2 separate regions of the Gossypium hirsutum genome follow, and region 1 is linked to region 2. The links are chromatin contacts, called in public Hi-C maps. All regions are on one chromosome and are shown on one strand. Each heading gives the region's core, a stretch centred on a gene start, on an enhancer-like site or on the middle of the called end of the contact. The rest is flanking DNA. Distances are from core to core; before and after follow the strand shown. Region 1 holds the start of LOC107888985 (probable ribose-5-phosphate isomerase 3, chloroplastic). Region 2 holds the start of LOC107889071 (perakine reductase).

Region 1 (4,955 bases), core at 1,980-4,479, 360 kb after region 2:
TAGTTGGTCATGATGGTAATCATTGAGTCGGATATCTTTCAGTTCAGTTCATTCAATAACTAGAAGTTTGAACTTCCCTCCACAATGACAGAATCAAAATTGATTTGTAACCAAACTCAAACTTGAGTAACTTCCTCTACTTGCCATCCATATTTCTTTCACAAAACTAGCTTGAAGCTAACATGGCACGTTTCAAGAATATGAACAAATATCTTCCAAGACAGATGAAAGAATCTTCGGAAGAGAACAGTCTGGTCTAGTCTAGTTATTAATCAAAGGAGAGTTGAATTCCACATTCAAACATGTACAATTCCAAAACGACTGAAACAACAATTGGGTGCAACAGTTTATGCCCTCACAAATGTATCTTTTTTTCCAGAATTCAGGTGTTCTATAATTTGTTTTTCGTCAAAAGTAATTCAGTAATCAAAACTAAAAGAAGAAGAAAACAAAGTTACAAGTGTCCCAAGCCATAAGGGTTCATCCATGTTCCATGTTCTTGATTTTCCCTTAGCAACTTTCAAGGTCAATGTTCCTCAATCTGCTTCAACCCCTTCATGTCTGTCGTTTCCACCCTACATTACAAACAAAATATCACCAGATTGAACAGTTAATATATATATATATGTCTGCATATATAATGGAAGTCGCATCTCGTTACTGCAACAACAAGAGGAAATGCAATTATCAGATATATCTTGCGTTGCATATGCCATACGTATACGCTAAGCCAATCATTAGTTTGTGCAATGGTGATAAATTTATTTACGACATTAACCAGAAGTAAAAATATCTGGGAACATGCAGGAATTGAAATTATGGAACAGGTGATGGTCAAACTTGTATATACGCAATTCACTAACATAATAGCCAACAAATCCTTACGGAGGTTGATATCGCTGCTTGGAAGTGATCTAGAAACTCGCTAGTTGCTAATAAGAAGGAAAAACAGGATATGCCGTATCTTATGCTACGTCAACTGCTTTGCTAGTTATAGGCAATGCAAACAAGCTCTGAGTTCATGTAGTTTCAGAATTTTGAAAGCTCAGGTGTGAGAAAGATAATTCAATATAAAATAATCACTCTTATCCCTCACTAATAACCATCACTGTATGTTCAAATCGATTTGACATGTGACTAAAGCATGAGTTCATCCCTTGAACAATATGTAAATACTAAAATTTGTCAGTGGATTCTGGCAGTATAGAAAATGACATAAAATGATGCAGAGAAGGAATTTTTAAGAACTTACGTTGATCCATATAAAGCAGTCTTCTGAATTTTTGTGATTTCAGAACCCGACTGGTTGTCTTCAATAACTATTGTCAAGCTGGTAAACATAATAAAGTAATTTTAACATTAGTATGGTTAACGTGATGATCAAGACTAAACCCGGTACATTAGTGGACAAACTATAAACATACCTACGAACATTCTGAAACTTGACACACTTTACGGCTACTGGTTTTCCCTGCAAAAGGAGAGAGAATGATTTCTTAAAATATCCTTACTTAATAGTAGTTTTCCGACAATGAAAGACTGACAAAGAAGAGCTACCTAAAGATTGTCTGGAGATAAAACAGTAGTGTCACTTGGAGGGAAGTCATTGACATTACTACATTCAAGTACAATGAAATATCATCAGTGAAATGTTAAGCCAATCCCGAGAATGTTATAATTCAAATTACCTAAACCCCATATGTTCCCTGTTCCTAAAAAGTTTCACCGTCTTTGGACCTGCAGAAGACAATCTTCATGGTAAAAAACTATAACAATCAACAACATCAAAGGTTAAATTAGTAAGGGTGGGATTTGGAACCGGTATTCAATGAGGTTGAATTCGTGATCAGTTATTCAGATGCATAAATGTACAAATTAAAAGATACATATAAACATAATTAATAAAGATTTATTTGAAGATAATCATATACACAACTTTACCTTCCTCTTCGGATCCCTTGACGACAATGGAATGTAGTTTGACGACTTGAGTGAAAGGGATATATATGAAGAGTTGTTCATCTGCATCACTCTCTAGATTAAAACCTTCATCTTCTCTATAACCCTAAATAATCCATGACCATAAAACTTTTAATTATTTCATAATATGCAATTCCCACTAAAGCAACTTAAGACAAGATAAATGCACTGGACAATGAAGTCAACCCTAAAGTTATAAACTAAACCATGATTTTTCCAACATAAAAAAAGTACAAATGTCTGCCTAAATAATTCAATGACAATTGAAAATTAGCTAGTATTAGGGGAGTAAAAATGAAGAACAGGGAAACAAGAATAGCTTGAAGAGAGTTACCTGTGTTGGAAATTGGCCTATCATGCTGCTGTGATATTTTTTTTGTTAAAGTGCATGCAGCACATGAAGCTGCTGTAATATCTCCGGATGAAATACATGTAGCTTGTAAACATGCTGTAGCAAATATGCTTGCTGTAACAGCAAGATTTTCTCTTTAGTTTCATTGTAATCAAACTAGTTGAAAATGAACAAGCTGATAACAGCTTGATATGTTTAGGTGTTGAATGACTAGTTTAGGTGGCTTGTTTATGTGTACAAGCAATGTTTTCAAGTTACTAAGCTACTTAGTGGTAGTAGGGAGTATTTAATGATGCAAATGGCTATAAATGTATTGTTTTTCTTATTGAAAAAATGAGCAAAATGAGCTGAAGCCATAGCTCCCTTGCTGCACATTTGTGAGCAAGTAAAAATACTGCCTTGTTCTGTCCTGTATTTCTTCCTCTGCTTCAAAAAACACCAACAACCTGCTTGAGAGCATTGGACAGGGAGTGACCAGAGCTTTGGTCAAGGCATTCAACTCCAGACCAATCAATAAAGTCCAAGAGATCAACCTAATAAACAAAAAATTTCCCAATCAAGTTAAAGATTTTAAGAATCTTTCTTGCAATTACACCAAGAAATATGTGATGAAAATTTTATATACAACATAGTAACAAACGAATCTTTTTCAATCAACCAGAAAAAAAATCCGAAAGATAATCAGTTGCCAGATTCCTTGTTTTTCCCACTAAATTTCTCAAGTTGTTTCAGAAACCAAACAAATGGTATAGAGAAAGGTAGAAACTTTATTGGAATACTCACTTGGTTTCTTGAATTGCAGTAGCTGATTCAGCAGCCGCCATGGTTTAAGAGGTTAATGAGAGTGCTGATATAAAAATTGTCATGTGAAGGAAAAAGAATCACAAGGAGCGAGAATAATTGTAAAGAAAGTTAAAAGACAGACTTTTATAGTGCCCACTTTTAATGGTTAATCAAGAAGGATGTCAGACGCTGGCTTTAAAGTTCAAAGCCATGTTTTTGAGAGCTTTGCCTTGCTGATCAAACCAAAATGACAGTAATTTTTTTCAGATGGCCAAGAGATAATATTTTTAGAGAAGAAAGAAGCCTCCTTTTTGAGACAATCTTCAGTATAGATATCCAATCCAAATTCTCAAACCTCCCGAGGCCCAACACCCCTCTCAAGTTCTCAAACAAACAAAATAAGTCCCCACCAACCAATAATGTAATCATCTAACCAATTAACCAACCAAATCTCAGCAGCCCCTTCTCCCTATCCTTCAATTTCTCCTAACACCAACAAACACAGATCATATATCAAAGCAAATGCAATCCAACAGCCACTGACCACAACCTTTCATCATATCTACAACCCCATTTTCAGTCTTTCACTCCATTCACCAAAAACCAATGGCTTCCTTATCCCTCAACCTCTCCTCCCTCCACCACACCTCCATCAACCCTCTTATCCTACGCTGCACCCCTCTGAACCTACGCACCCCATCCCAGAAACCATTCTCCATTAGGTCCCAAGCCGCCCCAGTGCTTTCCCAAGATGATCTTAAAAAGCTTGCAGCTGACAAAGCAGTTGAGTCAGTCAAATCAGGCATGATCCTAGGCCTAGGAACAGGATCAACAGCAGCTTTTGTGGTCGACAAAATAGGCCAACTCCTTTCCACGGGCCAACTTTCTAACATCGTAGGTATCCCAACTTCGAAAAGAACACAAGAACAAGCTGCATCACTTAACATCCCCTTATCTACCCTTGACTTGCATCCCCGTATTGACCTTGCTATTGATGGTGCTGATGAAGTTGATCCTAACCTTGACTTGGTTAAAGGCCGAGGCGGTGCACTTTTGCGTGAGAAAATAGTTGAAGCAGCTTCATCTTCCTTCATTGTAGTAGCCGATGAAAGTAAGCTAGTTTCAGGGCTTGGAGGGAGTGGTCTAGCTATGCCTGTTGAAGTTGTGCAGTTTTGCTGGAAATACAATCTAATTAGACTGCAAGGGCTGTTTAAAGAGTTAGGTTGTGAAGCAAAGTTGAGGTTAGTAGGGGATGGTAGTGAAAAGCCTTATGTCACTGATAATGGGAATTACATTGTGGATTTGTATTTCAAGAATCCAATTAAAGATGGGTTTGGAGCTGGGAAAGAGATTTCTGCCTTGGAAGGTGTAGTGGAACATGGGCTGTTTTTAGGAATGGCTACCTCTGTCATCATTGCTGGGAAAACTGGTATAGAGGTTATGACTAAGTGAATAAGTGTTGACTGGAATTTACTTTCTGTGAGGGGGTAATTTGTTAAAAAAGAAAAAAAGAAAAAAAAATTGAAAAAAAAGAAAAAAAAATTGATTCTGTGTAGAGTGATTGCAGAATGTTGAATGATTGAGGGGATTTTAGAAAGGAATTTTATTGGTTAATGAATATGTAGTTTTATGGTTATTGCTTTTTCATATTTAAGATTCCAATTTTCTGTATTTTCTTGGGTTACCTTTTGGTTAAGGGATTCAATTTTTTTTTTTTTGAAAAAGAAGATTTAGTACATTAATAAAATGCTAATAAAGTTAGAGCCCAAAAGACCTTATTTGCATCAGGTTGTCAATATCCTCCTGCAGAAACTTTCGTACATGTGACGTTGGATCAATG
Region 2 (5,002 bases), core at 1,170-3,669:
TTTATTTTTCGTGGTTTAAATGGTCAATATATGGAGGAAATATAGTGTTAAGCTGCTTTTCTTTATTCAATCTTAGATGGGAGAACTGAAGAAGTTGGTAGAAGAGGGGAAGATAAAGTACATAGGTTTATCAGAAGCTAGCCCTGAAACCATAAGGAGGGCACATGTTGTTCATCCCGTCACTGCCCTACAAATGGAGTGGTCCCTTTGGAGTCGTGATATCGAGAACGAAATAATCCCCCTGTGCAGGTTTCCTCAAAAACCCCATACTGGTTTCGATGAAAAGTAGTATACTGAATCATTAAAAGTATAAGTTGCCTGGAATTTGAACTTTGGTTTTTGATGTTCTGTCCATCCTATTTCTTATTGTATTGAAGGTGAACTATATCCTCTGTTACCTGTTGTTTAGAATTTTATTTCCTTTTTACTTCTCAAATTCAAGCAAAAAGGAATGCTTAAGTAGTTTAATGTGTCCCCATATGTAGGGAACTTGGGATTGGGATAGTTCCATATAGCCCTCTCGGTCGTGGTTTCTTCGGTGGCAGGATTGTTGCGTAAAGTGTTCCTGCAAATAGTTATCTGGTATCGTAACTCAATTGTTTATTTCTTTAATTTATACTCGATTTGCATACAAACAATTCTTCTAATTGGTAGCTTTTTTTTTTGCACTTGTTTCCGACCTCTTCAAGACATTTCACCCCAGGTTTCAAGGAGAAAACTTGGAGAGGAACAAGAAATTGTATTTGCAAATAGAGAAGTTGGCTCAAAAGCATGGATGTACTCCTTCACAACTTGCACTTGCTTGGGTTCTTCATCAAGGGGATGATGTAGCACCCATTCCCGGTGAGTCACTTTCCCTATTTTCAACATCCAATTTGCTTCTTTGGTATCAGATAATACAGATCTTCCAAGTACATCACAGTAGAATGATTTGCCTGCAAATATTGTATAAATACACATCCTGTATGACCCTTGTTTTCTTTGATGTTGCTTTAGAAATATGATTTTTGACCCTTCTTGTAGGAACAACCAAGATCACAAATCTCGAAAGCAACATCGATGCTCTACGACTGAAGCTCACAGAAGAAGACTTAAAAGAGATTACTGCCGTGATTCCTTTAAATGAGATAGCTGGGTCCAGGACACCAGATAGATTGAGTCACCTAACATGGAAATTCGCTAATACACCCACAAAGGAGAAGAAGATTTGAAAGTTAAAAGTAACAATGATTGCGCAACCTGCAGCAGAATATTATGATGCTTATAGCCCATGGACTCTCCAGCCACTGAAGCTATTGAAGGATTAGAAGTATAAATAGAGGGTTCATTGAAACCCGAAGTCAGTTCATCATTACCAAAAATAAAATCAAATAAAGAAGCAAGTCAGTTTACTATAAATATGTTTGTTAAGAGCAATGATTAAGATGCTATTTTTAGAACAATTTGTTGCTATTTATAACAATAAGTTATATTTCTTAAATTTAAAAATTATCACTTTATTATTAATAATGAATCATGATTATTCAATGATAAATCTATTGAATAATTATGTTTATTATTAAAAATATAACTATCTATTTTTTATGATTATGTCCCTATGAAAAGACATGAGACCTCTTATGAATGAACTTTTATCTGTATGACACACACACACTATATATATATACATAAAGTTTCCTTTTATTTTTCACCATCTTTTATATTATTAGATTGTTCTATAAATAATTATTGAATTTTTTTCTTGTAGAAATTAATATCATTGTTATGTTTCGCTTAATATTCAATAAACTGTTTTCGTCATTGCAAAACGTAAACAGTCATCGTGCTTCATTGTATCTTCGAAGTTTATTTGCAAGTAACCCTTTTTCACATCATAATATAAGAGGAAACAAATAAAATCTTAGAGAAAATGGCAATGATACACGTCTTAAAACCTTTGTTAGTTTCTCATAAATTTATTTTTATCTCCCACAAATAATACACTTATTACTATAGTACTTGGAAAGAAATTTGTCTTGCTCTATTATCAAATTTTGATTTTGAAAATTCCAAATTTATAATTAATTTTTAAGTTCTAAACGGACGGATTAGCCAATAAAACTTGGATTAGCTCAAACCTAAATCCAGTTTTTATTGGATATCCAAACAAAAGATTTGGATTTGGAATTCAAATTCCAAAATTTTTTATCCAAATCTTGATTGCCAAACAAGGGTTTAATATATATATATATTGAAATAAACTTACTAGATATATTATTAGAAAACAAGAAAAAAGAAATAACAAATGAAGCCCAACAAAGACCAATGAGCCCAGGCCTATTACACCAATTCTAAGCACAGATCCAGCCTCACTATATTGTTTAATAGTGAAAACCTCCTAACAGGCATTAAAAACATAACTTAAAAGGAAACGGTAAGCAATAAATGAATCTGAAAAAACAAGAACCTAAATATCTACCCCAATCAACTCAAATGGCTGGACTCCATTACCTTTCTCGATTTGTCGACGATAGCTATTTCCAATGAAAAAACTTTACTTGCTATCTTGTTTTGAAATCAGATTCCCTCAACTTCTCCTTCAATCTGGACTTCTTGCCCATCTTCCCCCCGATCCGAAAGAATGGCGATTCAACTATTCTCCCATCAGGTAAGAGATCTCTCCTCTATCTAGAGTGTTCTTTGCAATTCTATGAGCTTGCGAGTTCCCTAATCTATAAATATGCTGAAAGATAGTCTCTTGAAAGCAAGGCTTCTTATTCTGAATATCTCTGATAATCGCTCCGATCACTGATTTATCTGTTGAAGACGTTTGACGTTTTTTTATTATTATCCTGGAATCCTCTATAATTTTAACCGATTGTATACCCATTGAGATCCCTAATTTTATGCCTTCCAAACATGCATATGCTTCTGTTGCAAACGGGGAAGAGACATTGTTGTGGAGGGTCGACTTTAAGACCAAGAGTTCCCCCATCAGACCCCAAACCACCAGACCTGTCGCTGATTTGAAGTTGCTATTGTCGAACGCGGCGTCGAACTGAATCGTCATTCTCAGTATGACCTCCTGATTTCTGTGATTTTTATTCATGTTAAAAGGATCTGCGTTGCTCTCCCTCTTTCATATTCTGCCATATACGTTTGTTTTCTTTGAGCAAGGTCTCTTCCTGTCATATCTTTCCTCTCATGTATGAACTAGTTTTTGGAAAAACAGATTAGCTATAAGGCATAACAGAAAATACAACAATGTTTATCAATTCCTCCCTTGAAAACCCAGGTTAGCCACTCCCATATATTTTGATTCATATTATTTATGACCCAAGATAGATGTAAAAACTACCAAACTTCTGTTATTATATGACATTGACGTAAGATGTGAGGACTGTTTTCTACCCAGGAACAATAGCGGGGGCATCTATCGTTTGTAATGACTTTTCTGTATCTGAGATTAGCTAGATTAGGAATGAAATCCCAAGAAATTCGCCAAATAGTTATTGTAATTTTTGAAGGTAGCTGTAGGCCCTATAGTTTCTTGTAAAATTCTTTAATTTTGACTTGTATTAAATAATTACTAAGATCCGAATTAAGCCTCTTCTAATAGTTTATAGGCACTACGTACTGAAAATTCTCTGGACGGCTCTCATTTCCAAACTTGAATATCCTCATGACCAGTCTCTACAAGAGGGATCTGTATAATTTTTTGCCCAGTTTTCGCTTGAAAGGTATTGTCAATCAAGTTCATCCTCCATTTTTTGTTTGGAATATCAATGAGATTGGAAACTAACTTTAACTCCTTATTGTTTGGTCTGTTGTGCCCTTCAACTTTGTCGATCCCCTGAATCCAACTATCGTCCCAGATTGAAATATTATCCCCTCTGCCCACTCTCCAGCACTACCCTTTTTTGAGAAGTCCCTTTGCTGCCCAAATACTCTTCCATGTGAGTGAAGGTAAATTCCCCAGCTCTGCATTTAGAAAATTTGAACGTGGATAGTATTTTGCTTTCTAAAATCTGGCCAATAAAGAATCTGGATAATTAATAAGACGCCAACCTTGCTTGGCTAATAATGCAATATTAAATTGGCCAAAATTTCGAAAAACTAATCCACCATTTTCTTTTAAAAAACAAATATTTTTCCAAGTGCACTAATGAATTCCCTTTTTTCCATGTCCCTTCTGGCACCAGAACTTCGCAACAATACTTTCGAGTTTATCACATAGAACTTTAGGTAATAAAAAACAAGCCATCGTGTAAGTTGGTCTAGCCTAAAGAAAGGCCTTTATAAATATTTCTTTTCCGCCCTGAGATAAAAACCTATTACTCCAATTATCAATACGTTTTTTGAGTCGGTCCTTTAGATTTTAAAACGATTCTTTTTTTCTCTAACCCACCATATTCGGCAAACCTAGGTAGCGTTCTAGCTCATTTGAGGTACAGATCCCCAGTAAGTTGACAACTAACCTTTTGTCTGCCTCTGTTGTGTTTTTGTTAAAAAATACTGTTGATTTATCAAAATTTACACATTGACCCAAACAAGATCTGTATTCGCGTAAGATGTTATTGAATAGATTTGCTCCCCTGCTTGTTGCCTCCCTAAATAAAATGCAATCATCAACGAATAAGAGGTGGGATACCTGTGGCCATTTCTATTAACCTTAACATCTTTGAAAAGCCCTCCATTTGTTGCTAGTGTCAGTAAGCTCGATAGACCCTCACCACATAGAAGAAATAAGAATGAACTTAGAGGATTACCTTGTTTGAGTCCTCTGGTTGGTAGAAACTTTTTTCTAATATGCCCATTAATGACCACTGAATAAGAAACAATTGTTACACATTTCATTAGAGCATCCACCATTTTTAAGCAAACCCCATTCGTATCACTATCTCTTTAATAAAGTTCTATTCGACCCTATCATATGCTTTACCCATGTCAAGTTTAACTGCCATAAACCCTCTCTTCCCCAATCTCTTATGTTTTAGCATATGAAATATTTCATAGGCTAACA

What was found. A called contact is a pair of places that touch in the nucleus more often than the background predicts.
Region 1: a contact with region 2 is called in a Hi-C map of leaf, with 2.4 times the contacts expected there. The contact joins the promoter of LOC107888985 here to the promoter of LOC107889071 in region 2. A contact is called at or near these places in 4 of 34 Hi-C or Micro-C datasets (anther, leaf and petal).

The regions. Positions count from the first base shown.
Region 1 is chrA11:108,947,062-108,952,016 of Gossypium_hirsutum_v2.1, forward strand. It overlaps LOC107888985 (probable ribose-5-phosphate isomerase 3, chloroplastic), which reads left to right and starts at 3,230. Exons shown (of 1, transcript XM_016813266.2): 1 at 3,230-4,751. The coding sequence starts at 3,722. The coding sequence ends at 4,567. It also overlaps the pseudogene LOC107888992.
Region 2 is chrA11:108,592,159-108,597,160 of Gossypium_hirsutum_v2.1, forward strand. LOC107889071 (perakine reductase) reads left to right here and starts at 2,420. Exons shown (of 13, transcript XM_041081676.1): 1 at 2,420-3,054; 2 at 3,212-3,274; 3 at 3,599-3,719; 4 at 3,855-3,945. It overlaps LOC107889100 (probable aldo-keto reductase 1), which reads left to right. Exons shown (of 7, transcript XM_041081675.1): 4 at 77-249; 5 at 486-582; 6 at 690-843; 7 at 1,024-1,488. The coding sequence ends at 558.